Linked DNA regions of Mus musculus: regions 2 and 3 are each linked to region 1. Evidence: chromatin contacts called from public Hi-C and HiChIP or PLAC-seq data. All regions are on one chromosome and are shown on one strand. Each heading gives the region's core, a stretch centred on a gene start, on an enhancer-like site or on the middle of the called end of the contact. The rest is flanking DNA. Distances are from core to core; before and after follow the strand shown.

The links. Hi-C and Micro-C count contacts between places; a contact is called where the count stands out from the background. HiChIP or PLAC-seq counts read pairs in DNA pulled down with a chosen protein or histone mark.
Region 2: a contact with region 1 is called in a Hi-C map of B cells, with 7 read pairs. The contact joins the promoter of Mroh8 here to the promoter of Rbm39 in region 1. A contact is called at or near these places in 2 of 39 promoter capture datasets (liver and pre-B cells) and 1 of 484 Hi-C or Micro-C datasets (B cells).
Region 3: an H3K4me3 HiChIP or PLAC-seq map of fetal liver shows a contact between it and region 1, with 4 times the contacts expected there. The contact joins the promoter of Pxmp4 here to the promoter of Rbm39 in region 1. A contact is called at or near these places in 1 of 39 promoter capture datasets (erythroid cells) and 1 of 115 datasets of contacts at active chromatin or transcription factors (fetal liver).

Annotation. Positions count from the first base shown.
Region 1 is chr2:156,178,958-156,182,846 of GRCm38.p6, reverse strand. It overlaps Rbm39 (RNA binding motif protein 39), which reads left to right and starts at 2,609. Exons shown (of 17, transcript NM_001291114.1): 1 at 2,609-2,960; 2 at 3,607-3,670. The coding sequence starts at 3,620.
Region 2 is chr2:157,277,728-157,281,873 of GRCm38.p6, reverse strand. Mroh8 (maestro heat-like repeat family member 8) reads left to right here and starts at 2,325. Exons shown (of 25, transcript NM_001039557.4): 1 at 2,325-2,682. The coding sequence starts at 2,399. Rpn2 (ribophorin II) reads right to left here and starts at 2,776. Exons shown (of 17, transcript NM_019642.4): 1 at 2,539-2,776. The coding sequence starts at 2,551.
Region 3 is chr2:154,602,103-154,605,764 of GRCm38.p6, reverse strand. Pxmp4 (peroxisomal membrane protein 4) reads left to right here and starts at 2,092. Exons shown (of 4, transcript NM_021534.3): 1 at 2,092-2,248. The coding sequence starts at 2,136.

The DNA.
Region 1 (3,889 bases), core at 1,360-3,859:
TTGTAACGGGAACATGAAGTTTAGACCAGGCTGCCTCTGCCTCCCAAGCACTGAGACTAAAGGTATCCACCATCATCTTTGAACTTCGTACAACAATTTAAGGGACTTTCAGTCATCATGTGCCTTGGCCCTTGATTTCTCTTCTACTACCACCCTCATTTTTGTCCTTTGTTTGAGACAGGGTCTTACCCAGCTCAATAGCCCAGGCTAGTATCAAAGTATGTCAGTCAGGTGACCTTGAACTCCTGATCCTCCTATTTCTAGAACATTTGGATCCAGGCTTGCACCTTGGAGTCTGGCTTTAGTAGGTGCTAATATTAAACCTAGAGCTTTGTATCAACTCTATAGACCAGCTATCCTTGAACTCAGAGATCTGCCACCACCCAGCCATAACTTTTCCATCTTTTGAGTAAGACCTGGCTGTCTTGGAACTCCCTCTGTAGATCAGACTGGTCTCAACCCAGAGCTCTGCCTGCCTCTGTCCCCAAGTGCTGGGATTAAAGCATATGTCACCATGCCTGGCCTAAGTCTCAACTTTATTATTACTAACATTTTAATGATTTACTTTTATTTCATATGCATTGACGTTTTGCTTGCATGTATGTCTGTGTCTTGAAGGTGTAGGATCCTTTGGAATTAGAGTTACAATTGTGGACCATCACTGGGTGATGAGAATTGAACCCTGGCTCTCTAAAAGAGCAGCCAGTGCCTCTCACTGCTGAGTTCTCTCTTCAGTCCCCAGTCTAGCTTTTCAAGAACAAATTGTTTAACATACACATACACATTTAACATGCATGTGTTTGGCTTGCATGTAGTCTGTGCACCACCTGCATACCTGATGCCTGTGGAGACCAGAAGGCATCACCAGATCTGCTTAATGTAGTTGTGTGCAGCCAGTGAGTATTGGGAATCAAATCAGTGCTCTTACTCCTTTCTCTCCAGTCCCCCTTCTACCTTTTTCATAGCCTTTTACTGTGTGGCACGCGTTGTCCTTGACTTGGCAGCCCAGGACAGGACTATTAATTAAGGGCTCCTGTAGAGAGATAGAAGACAGAGAGGGGCTTGGTCTGACCTTAGTTAGGCAAGACCACTGCTTATTCAGGGTGAAGGGGCATCCCTGTCACCACTCACCCTATGGTTAACATTCCTATAGAGGAAGACAGGTTGTAGCCCCTTATAGGAGCAGAGAAGTTTCAGTAGTCCACAAGGGAAGTTGGAAAGCCTAATCTTTCAGCAGGAAACTATCAGTGATTTCATGCAGTGTGCCACATCTGAGAGAGAAAGCCAGATCAGCTAAATTTTTTGGAACTCATAAGGCTGACCTCAAATTCACAGAAATCCCCCTGCTTCTGTTTTCTGAGTGCATAACTATAGACAAGCTCTACCAGGCATGCTAGAAAAGTCACCTGCCAACTGTATTACATTGCCAGCCCCAAGAAGTTTCCTGTCATCATTCCACATGCTCTTCCTACTCCTCACGAGCTTTCAGGGAGAGTCCACCTGGACATACATCCCCTGCTAAACTTGGGAATTAGTGAATATTTGCAGTCTTGGCTAGTGTCAAGCTTATCCTTGCTACTAATTATAATATTCCCCCCTTGAGGAGGAATCGGAATATATGGAGAGCTTAATTTACTTGCTCAAGGTCACATTGTTGGAGTGGCTACACCAAGCAAGGTGTGACATTTTGGACCTTTTATACCCTCAATTATTAAGCTGCTGATAGGTTTCCAGACTGGTTTGATATTTTATTTCAAAACGTTTTCTATTATGTAAAAGTGGGAGAAAAAAAAAACCTTCCAATGATCACTCAGCTTCTCTACCACAGAATTAACCACTCCCAAATACACAAAAAGCAAACCAAATAAAATCCAACAAAAATTAAACAAAAGCGGTAAATTCACACAGTCAAAATCCTAGGGAAAAGTGAGGGGACCTTTTAAAGTCACAAACCACCCCGATTCAGAGCCCGACTAAATTCAGGGGTTAGAAAGCTACACACTGCGGTTTCTTCCCAGCCCGGCCACCGCCTCCGGTTTCCAAGGGTGTTGCGAAGCTTCACTATCGAGCCCACATCTAACTGGTGACACCAAACGACAAGAAAATCGTACTTTTTATTCCCATTCCCCTGTGTACAGCTCGTTCTTGTCTGCATGCGTTTTCACCACTGGTGGGTCTGGACACGACTGTCTTAGCCCACAGCCATATGTATTATAATAGGTTGCCTTATGGCGACCTTGACAGCCATCTGTGTGGGAGGGCGGGTGTCCGGGGTGGGGGTCGGCTCTGAGAGGGGAAACCTTCACACCCAGCGAGGAGATGACACCAGCCAGGATGACAGCAACGATGCACCACTCAGCAAGGAATCCTCCCAAAGATTGACAGTCAGGGCACCAACTGTCTTTGCCCGATAGAGGACGCACCCTCGCGAGACTTGGGTGCAGCTCTGGCGGGGGAGTCCGAGAAGCCTTTCGGAATTGGGGGAAGGGAAACTGTGATCATCTGTGGCGCAATCATTGCGCGAGATTGGGCCACGGTCGCCGGGAGCCGCGGTGAGAGATCTCGCGATAGTTCGTGCTTTCCAGTCTGGAACCCGGGGCAGTTTCTCGCGAGAGCCCGTGCTTGCGGCTCCGGGAGACCCCGGGTGTTTGTGTGTGTGTATGTGTTGGTGACTGTGAGTACGGAGGAGCAGCGGCCGCCATTTCAGGGAGCTAGCCGACGCTGTCGCAGGGGTGGATCCTGAGCTGCCGAAGCCGCTGCCCTGCTCTCCGTCGCGGGCTCCTTTAATCCCATTGTTTCTTTTAGATTCGCTTGGGCCTAGACGCCCTCGGGGCCCGATATTCGGGTTGGGCGGTACCGCGGCCTGGGCCTAGTGGCTTAACAGTAGCGACAGCAGCAGCGGCGGCGGCGGCGGCAGCCGACTTCCCGTGGCGAGCACAGGCGCGCGGAAGCCCGCACAGGTACGGGGCGTCGCGGCCGGCGGGGAGTGGGTCGCCTGCCCGAGCTGGGTGCTCCGCGATGCCGAGGCTTTTCGCCGCTTTGCTCGGCGCGCAGAGGGGGAGGGGGCCTTCCCGGTACGGTGGGGTCACCTCTCCTCGGCCGTGCCCTTCATCTCGGGCAAGGACGTCGTGGGCGTTTTTTGGTAGCGGCCGGGACCTCCGTGGGGACCTCGGTCAGATAAAGATCTGTCCTTCCGAGGGCCGGGGCTGGTCGCGACCTCCCAACATGGCGCCCGTGGAACGCCGCCGTGGTACACAACCCCTCCCAGCGGAGGGAGTCTCCCTCCGCCGCTAAAATGGCAGCGCGGGTTTTGTGCGGTGAGGAAGCGCTCCGCTGCATCCTTCCTGGGGGCGCTTTTAGCCGCTCGCGGGCGGGCTTTTGAAATTCGACCTGGAGTCCTGCTCCTGTCTTAGGTACAAGGAACGTGACACTTGGCGTACCCAAGGCAGCCTTGTCTGATGGGCGTCGCACAATTTTAGCCATCGTAGCGCTTTCAAAGGAGTTTTCTCAGGCTTTGAGGATGGGAGATCAAGGGGACATTTTATCTTATTTTATTATTTAGCAGAATTGCAGGTGTACTTACAGGACTGTCTTGTTCTTCCCCAGGCGAGTAGAGAAAATGGCAGACGATATTGATATTGAAGCCATGCTTGAGGCCCCTTACAAGAAGGTGAGAAAACACGCTAGTGAGCTTTAATATATTTCTTAATTTAGCATTATTCACGAAACTACTGCTGAAATGTAAACTAACCTTCCCGGAGCCCTCTTGATTACCTTATCAGAGATGCAATACGTGTAACTTACAAAAGTAAATATATGCTATTGATGTAATAATATTGTGCAGTAGTTTCACTTCAGCGTGATGAATAAATGCCCATCTATCTCTCTT
Region 2 (4,146 bases), core at 1,076-3,575, 1.1 Mb before region 1:
CACTTGCACTTAGTGTTAGCTAGAAAACATGTAGGTCCTGAAGATTGGATTTGGATCATCTTATCAGCCAGGCTCAGCGACAAGATTCTTCCTTCCTTCCTTTCTTTCTTTCTTTCTTTCTTTCTTTCTTCTTCCTTTTTTGGAGAATGCTGAAGTGCATAACTCAGAATCACTCCTCTATAGACAGTAGTTTCATTTAAGTCTTTTGTGTGTCTGTCAACCTAAATGTGAAACTCTTCAGAACACTAAAGGCAGAGGTGATGGCTTAGCGGAGAATTCGTTCCCTGGGTTTGGTGCACAGAACCTCTAAGCCCCTAACCCTACACTAAGGAAGCCAAGAGCGCTACAACGTGTGGTACCCATCAATATACTGCATGCTCCAGTGCTTTTCCCTCCATGCTGGGAACTGAACCCCAAGCACTAGTTTAGTGTTAAAAATAAACATACAGCTCGGAACCGCCATTCTCAAACAGATTACATTCTAGTGGGAAAAAAAAGTTAAGAACCATGATTTATCCCATTGGAAAGCAGAGAGGCACTGGAGAGAAAATAAAGCACAGAACAGGTGTCTTGGTATCTTGGGAGGAATGTGTTCTGTATGCAGTGATCTCTCAAGGCCCAAATGAGAAACTGTAACAAGAAAACTAGATACAAAGACAGGATTGGAGCTCATATGTTAACAGGTAGCAGAAGCCAATCCAAAGGACCTGTAGGCAACTGAAAGAAGGCAACTGAAAGAAGGGACCACAGCACAGCTCTGAGTAGGGAAGCGATCTGACAAGCAATTTAACAGGATTGCTTTGCTGAAGACAATACTGGGTTATACCCGTTACACCCGCCTAAGCAGGGGTGAAGACAGGAGGAGGGGGAGGAGCTATGTAGGAGGATACTGCCATGCTCCAAATACAGAAAGAATGAGAGCCAATAAGGGAACAGAGGTGGAGGTGCTAAGGAAATAGTCAGTCTTGCCACAATTTGAAGTTAAAACCTATCAGAATTGCCAATGGCTAAGAAGATGTAGAGAAAGAGACATCGAGGCATTTGGCAAAATTCCCAATGACCAATGGGCAATCAGGGATTTGATGTAGTGAAGGACTATGATCACCGCTCCTCCAGCTAAACTGTGAATCCCCTTATAGCCTCTGTGCCAGAAGCTGAATCTTTCTACACTTAAGCACAGTAGCAACTTTTCTGGCTCGTACTTGAACACTCAATTGAATGGGTAGGCCCAAATTATACTGAGTTCTTTGTATGCACTGCACCAGTCTTTAAGCCTTCTAATATCCAAGTGAGGTGGGTATTTTCTGCATTTTACAAACCAAGAAATGGTTTGTAAACTATTTCATACCTGTCACTCCAGGACTAGGGAAACAGAGGCAAGATGGTGAGTCTGAGCTGGAGCCCCAGCTTCATAGTAAGACCCTACCTATTCTGTGTGTATTGTGGTACATGCACATAAGTGTATGCCAGTGCACAGGCATGCAGAGGCCAGAGTAAACACAGGATGACTTCCTCTGATGTTCTATGCCTTCTTGCCTTGAGGCAGGGCCTTTTCACTGATCTAGAACCATTTTTGCTAGACTAGATGGTTACCTCTTGGGATCTGCTGGTCTCTGCCCTCCAATGCTGGGGTTACGTGCACAATGCAGCCAGCCATACCCAGTGCTAAGATTTGAACTCAGATCCACAAGTTGCACTGAACCAACTCCCAGCTCCCTAGACCCTATCTAAGTAAAGAAAAGAAAAAAGGTTCTTAAGTAGGTGCCCACTCCCTTGCCCTGAGACAAATAACTGAAACTCAAACTTAAGTTTCAATGCAAGTTCTGACTTTAGCCACTTTACCAACAAATAAAATAGTGACTTGAATACACTAAGATTCCCACCTATCCACTCAGAATCTACCAAGCATTGAGTTTTGCCCGGCACTGTTAAAAGCAAGCACAGAAATATCATTTAACACAACTCTTGCGAAGCAGATACCAGATGAGAAACTAAGCTGTTGAGTCCCTGGCTTCTGTTCTCACAATCAATACGTGGCCGGTTACAAGTCTGCACCCGTAATATCACTTCATACCCTAGGCTTTCAGCTCCCAGACAGACCTGTGAGTCTCCTGTCCCTGTCAGGGAAAAGGAACCTAGAAGTCGAAGAAAGTCTAGTGACATGCTCAAAAGCTTTCATGATGCCAGGGGTGGCTCTCTGTGACAGGCGTAGGCCGCTGGTACTACTCGAATGAATGGAGGAGGCCAGGCTCGGGCTCCGCGCTGCCCGGGCTCGCGCTCGGCCTTGCGGGGACCCGTAGTCCCACGTCGCACGCCCCGCCACCAACCCTTCGGGTCCCCAGCACTTCACCAGCTCGCAGCCTCCGCCACACGCTCGACCCCGAAAGCGCCCGTGCCCATGCCCCTGCCCCGTAGGGGAGGGGAACCGCGCCTAGCCGGCGCCCGTGTGGTCCGCACTAGCCTCCCGCGGGCGACGCCCCGCTCCCCAAAGCGTGTCGGCCGCGGGGCCCCACTATTGAGCCATGCGCAACGCCTCACCCGGCGGCGCCATTCCTCCGAGCAGGTCCCACCGGAGCCCGAGCAGGCAGACTTCCGCTCCGGGAAGTGGCTCCAAGAGCGCGCCGGAGGGGACGCCAGGGACCCGCGGCACACGCCACTTGCCAGAATGGGCTCCCGGCAAAGGTCAGTCGCGGCGGTCCCGCTTGGCAGGGCCGTGCCCGGCAGCCGCAGTGTGGGGCAGTTGAGTCGCGGCGTGCGAACCTCACTCACGGGTCCTGCTTGCCAAGCCGTCCTCTCCCCCGCGCCGGGACCCACTTGGAACCGACCGCCTCTCAACCGCCCTGCTCACGCCGCCACCGGGACCCGATTGGGCCGGGCCTTGGGGCGGGCCTAAGACGGGGCCACCTCTGATTGGCCAGTGACAGTGACTGGCCGGACGCGCTGTCACTCACGGTTCTCTCCCGCAGCCCGGCCAATTTTAAAAGGGTCCGGTTGGGAGGGGAGCGTTATCGTAACATTTGATTTTATCCACTTTGGGAAATTATGGTTAATGCATTACTTAGATTATTAATAATTGGCTGGTGAGTGAGGGTTTATCCAGTTTTCAAACCTGTGAGCTATACAGGTAACGGAGAGGAGCGTTTTAAAATGTTTGATTTTTTTTTTTTGAAAATTTCATACAATATATTTTGATCATATTCATTTCCTTCCCCCAACACCTTCCATATCCTCCCCCAACTCCCTACACACCCAACTCATGCTCTATTTTTCCTCTTTCTAAAGTAAAAAACAAACTAAGCATGGAGTCCTGCCCTGGAGAGTGGTTGATATACCCAGTCACTCCACTGAAGAAAACTGATTTTCCCTCTCCCAGCAGCTATCAGTTATGAATAGTTTTGGCTACAGTTGGGTCTTTTGTGCCCACTCCCCCTTCTCTGTGTTTTGTATGGCTTGAGCTTTTGTGGGTCTTGTGCATACTGACACAATCCCTGAAAAACTGCTTATTGGAAGCCGTTTATCACCCCTGGCTCTTAAACAATCCTTCTCCTCTTCCACATAGACCCACGCCCATGAGCCCTGAGGTAAAGGGGATGCTGTAGACATCCCATTTAGGGCTGAGTGTCCCAAGATCTCTTATTCTCTGTGTGTTGACCAGTTTTGGGTCTCCGTGTTAATTGCTGTCTACTCCAGGAAGGGTTGAGGGATGCGCTGGTCTGCAAATTTAACAGACTCAAAAATGGAAGCCAGAACTAATGTGTAGCTCTGATTACCGAGCTCACAATATAGGCAGAAAGAGTACTGAGCACCCTACATATGTTATCTTATTTACTCTTTATTATTATTCTGTGAAATGTTACTTTTAATACTTTAAAAGGAAGGAAATATTTCAGCCCTTGCGTTCTGATGACAGCCTAGATGTGTGCTAATTAACTATTGTGAACATGTAGAATTTTGCAATACAGCAATGCTGCTTCTCTTCAGTATCACTCCAGATATGTAGCGGGGAGTCGGACCACTCCTCCATACAGCAGTCACTAGCTCTCTGCAGTAATTTCTCTTTGAACTTAGTCCAATTAAGTAAAATTTAAGCTTCAGCTCCTCAGCTATACTATGCTTCTGATCAGCCAATGCTGTGCTCAGGGTAGC
Region 3 (3,662 bases), core at 843-3,342, 1.6 Mb after region 1:
GGGTGGCTCGCAAATGACTCCAGCATCCCTGATCACCACCATCTAAACAGACACACTTAACAACACTGAAAATAAAAATTTTAAAAAAGAACAAGGTGGGCGTGGTGGCAAATGCCTCACTAGGGTCTTTAGGATAGCCCAGGCTGGACTGAAGTCCATGATCTTTCAGCCTCTGCTTCACCAGGACTGAGATTACAGATGTGCACCCCCACAGCTGGCATAGCTTAAGATTTCTGACATACTGAACCCCACTCTTCAGGGTGCAGAAAGTCTTATCAGCCACACTGTCCAAGAAAGAGCTTTAAAAAAGAATCCCCCTTTCCTTTTTCTTCAACTGCTGTGTTTGACTCTGAAGCAGCCTTTTTCTGGCGTTCCTTGGGGTAATGGTTATACAATGATTTCTGTCACATTAGCCTGGGAGGTGAAACCCTTTTGGTTGTTATTGTTGTCGTTTCCCTAGGGGGCCATCTCTGATTGACTCAGAGGGTCTGCTCTAAGCCTCCTGGACTTTTACTCTTGCATCGCATGCCCTGTGTGGTTGACAAATTGAAATTCACAGGGTCAATATTTGCCAAGGTTCTCTGTCATGAGTGGCTTTGTTTCGCCAGTATCTGAGCCCTTTTGTTAACTATCTAGTTACCAGTAACTGAGCCCTCTTGTTAACTATCTAGTTACCAGTATCAGAGTCTTCTTGTTAACTAGCTACCAACTTTCACTCACACTTTTTCATTCCTCACACTTTTAAGCATCTCTGAGTTTATAAGAGGATTGTATAACTAAACATATTGGGCTTATTAGCTATCTATTAACAGGAATCCATGAAGATTTACCCATGCTATGACCATAATCGACAGTGGTCTTGGTGAGTGGGGCCTTGGATATACAAGTGCCAGGACAGACACATTGCTGTACGGGCCTCAGTCGTCATCAGGTGTCCCAGGTCTTGACAGAACTTGATGTGAAGACACTTGGCCAAACCTGGCTCCATTCTTTCTGCCCATCTTTCTTGTCTTCAAGTCAGGGCTGTGATCATATGTTTTGTGCAATATTCTGGCAGTGGTACTTTGTTATCTTTACTGCTTCTGTACACTTGTGTTGGGTACTGGGGTTACAGCAGAAAATAAGACAAACAGCTTTCTGGCTCCAAGAACCCAATAGTCCACGTGAAGATTGACATTGAGCAAGTAGTAAGTAATAACAATTACAATGTATAAAGAGTTCAATAGGGAAAAACAAAACAAAACGACAGAAAACTTGGACTAGTAAGTCAGAGCAACCAGTGCTACAGCCGGTGGGATATCCTGCAGGCTCCCCTGAGTAGGTGGTGCCACCCGAGCCAACACCTGCATACCGAGAAGTCAGTCATCGGAAGTACAAAGAATGTGCTTCAAAAAGGGAAATATCAGATGTAACTCCTTTGAAGCTGAGGGGTTCTTGGCATACTCAAGGAATGGAAACTAAGTCAGTAGACTAGAGAGAAGAGCAGATGTGAAACGGGAGGCAAAGACTGGCAGTCACGTAAGTAGGTCTGCTCCTGGGGGTGCCTGGGAGTTTGTATTTTAAAAATAAGTAGAAAAAGGTACCCAGCATGTGGGAGGTGGAGGCAAGGGGATCCTAGTTTAAGACTAGCCTGGGCTATAAGAGATTCTGTCTTAAAGCACCAAACGACAAGAGTGGCATGCAATTTCTGTCCTGAGAAGTTAGCTGTGATACTCGCTAGGCAATCGAAATTATCAAGTGTGACAAGTGACAAGTCCAACGTCACTTCCAAACACCACCCATTCCAACTCGAAAGAGAACAGCAAACCCCTCCCAAGCCCACAATTAAACAAACTTCTCCCTAAGAAAACTGCCTTCTCATTGGGCAAATCCTGCGTGAGACCTTCTGAGTCATGGTGATTGGTTACCGACTCTCCTTTCTCTTCCAATCAGACAGATATTTCGAAGAGTAAGCACTTCTCAGCCCATTGCAGACAAATGAGCTCTATGACTGGCTCTCTTCTATGATTGACGGCAGACTCAGCCTATGGACACAACGGCAGGGCGGGGCTCTCCAGTGCGGAGAGCTGTGTAGCCAGAGCCCAGGGCTGTCAGTTCTTGGCCAGCCAGGACCCTTGACCGAGTGCTCCGGTGCTATGGCCGCCCCACCGCAGCTACAGGCTCTTCTCCAGGCCGTCAACAAGCTGCTGCGCCAGCGCCGCTACCACGCTGCGCTGGCCGTGATAAAGGGCTTCCGGAACGGGGCTGTGTGAGTAGGGCCGCAGAGTGCGGCTGGAGCTAAAGGACGGGCCTAACTGGGGTCGCGAGTTCGAGGCCCGGGGCCCCTGAGCTGTGCTCTCTCTAGGCCTCAGATGTCTGTATATTTCAGTGCCCCGTTGGTGCAGCAGACGTAGGTTTCAGGGTTCCAGTCACCTTACCAGTCCTAAACTGGGGCTTCCTCTGTCTTGCTTCTAGGTCCTCTGTCCTTTCCAACCTGGCACTCTTGGCTTAGTTGCCTCCTCAGCACCTGTATCCCCTCATTGGGTCTAATTCATCTCATCTTACCTTGTCCCCTTTGGCCTACTTGGCTTCTGTGGCTCTGTATACACAAAAGAAACTGGACTTTGTCCTTTAGCAAGCAAGTGGTCACCTACTGCCTCATAGGTTCCCTCAGTAAAGTTCCTAACAGGTTCACATCTATATGTGACTTCACCTCACCCTTCATTTTCACTGGGGTCTCGTGAGAAGTGACAGTGATTGTATGTAAGAAAAAGTAGCTAATGTTTGCTAGGTAAATTGCTCTCCTTCCCTCCTAGGTAGGAGAGGAGATCTTGGGGTCGTTTTGCTTGACTGGTGCCCAGATGGGAGTTCCAGCCTCGTTAACCCTCATCCCTTAGCAGTTAGTGAGGGGCTGCTCTCACTGCGTGAGCAGTGACTCTCAGAGAAGAAACCAAAGTCTCTATCTCTAGGAGCTGGTAGCAGTGTGTGGCATGGTGGTGAGTATGTCAACTGCCAGGACTTAAAAAAACCTGGTGTCAGCTACCATGATCTTGATCTCGAACAAACCATTTTGGCTTTCTGGGTCTCACTTTCTAGAAAATGGGTCCCCCAGAGCACTTCTATACTGTTTGAGGATTGAGGCGATGTGTGAAATGGAGAGTACAGTCCCTGGTGTGTGTCTGTCTGTCCGCTGACGGATGTTGGTACAGGTACGCTGTCTGCCTGGCTCACGAACCCTTTTCAGATCACTGCTTCCTGTTCCTCACCCTCTTTCTCTATAGTACCTGTCATCAGACACTGGATGATCTTTTTCCTGGTCCATGTCTCTCATTAGAAAGTGTGCTCCAGGGCTGGTGAGATGGCTCAGTGGGTAAGAGCACCCAGACTGCTCTTCCAGAGTTCAAATCCCAGCAACCACATGGTGGCTCACAACCATCTGTAATGAGATCTGACGCCCTCTTCTGGAGTGTCTGAAGACAGCTACAGTGTACTTACATATAATAAATAAATAAATCTTTAAAAAAAAAAGATTTATTTAAAAAAAGAAAGAAAGGAAGGAAGGAAGGAAGGAAGGAAGGAAGGAAGGAAGAAAGAAAGTAAGTGTGCTTGTGCTTCAGCCGGGCGTGGTGGTGCACACCTTTAATCCCAGCACTTGGGAGGCAGAGGCAGGCCGATTTCTAAAT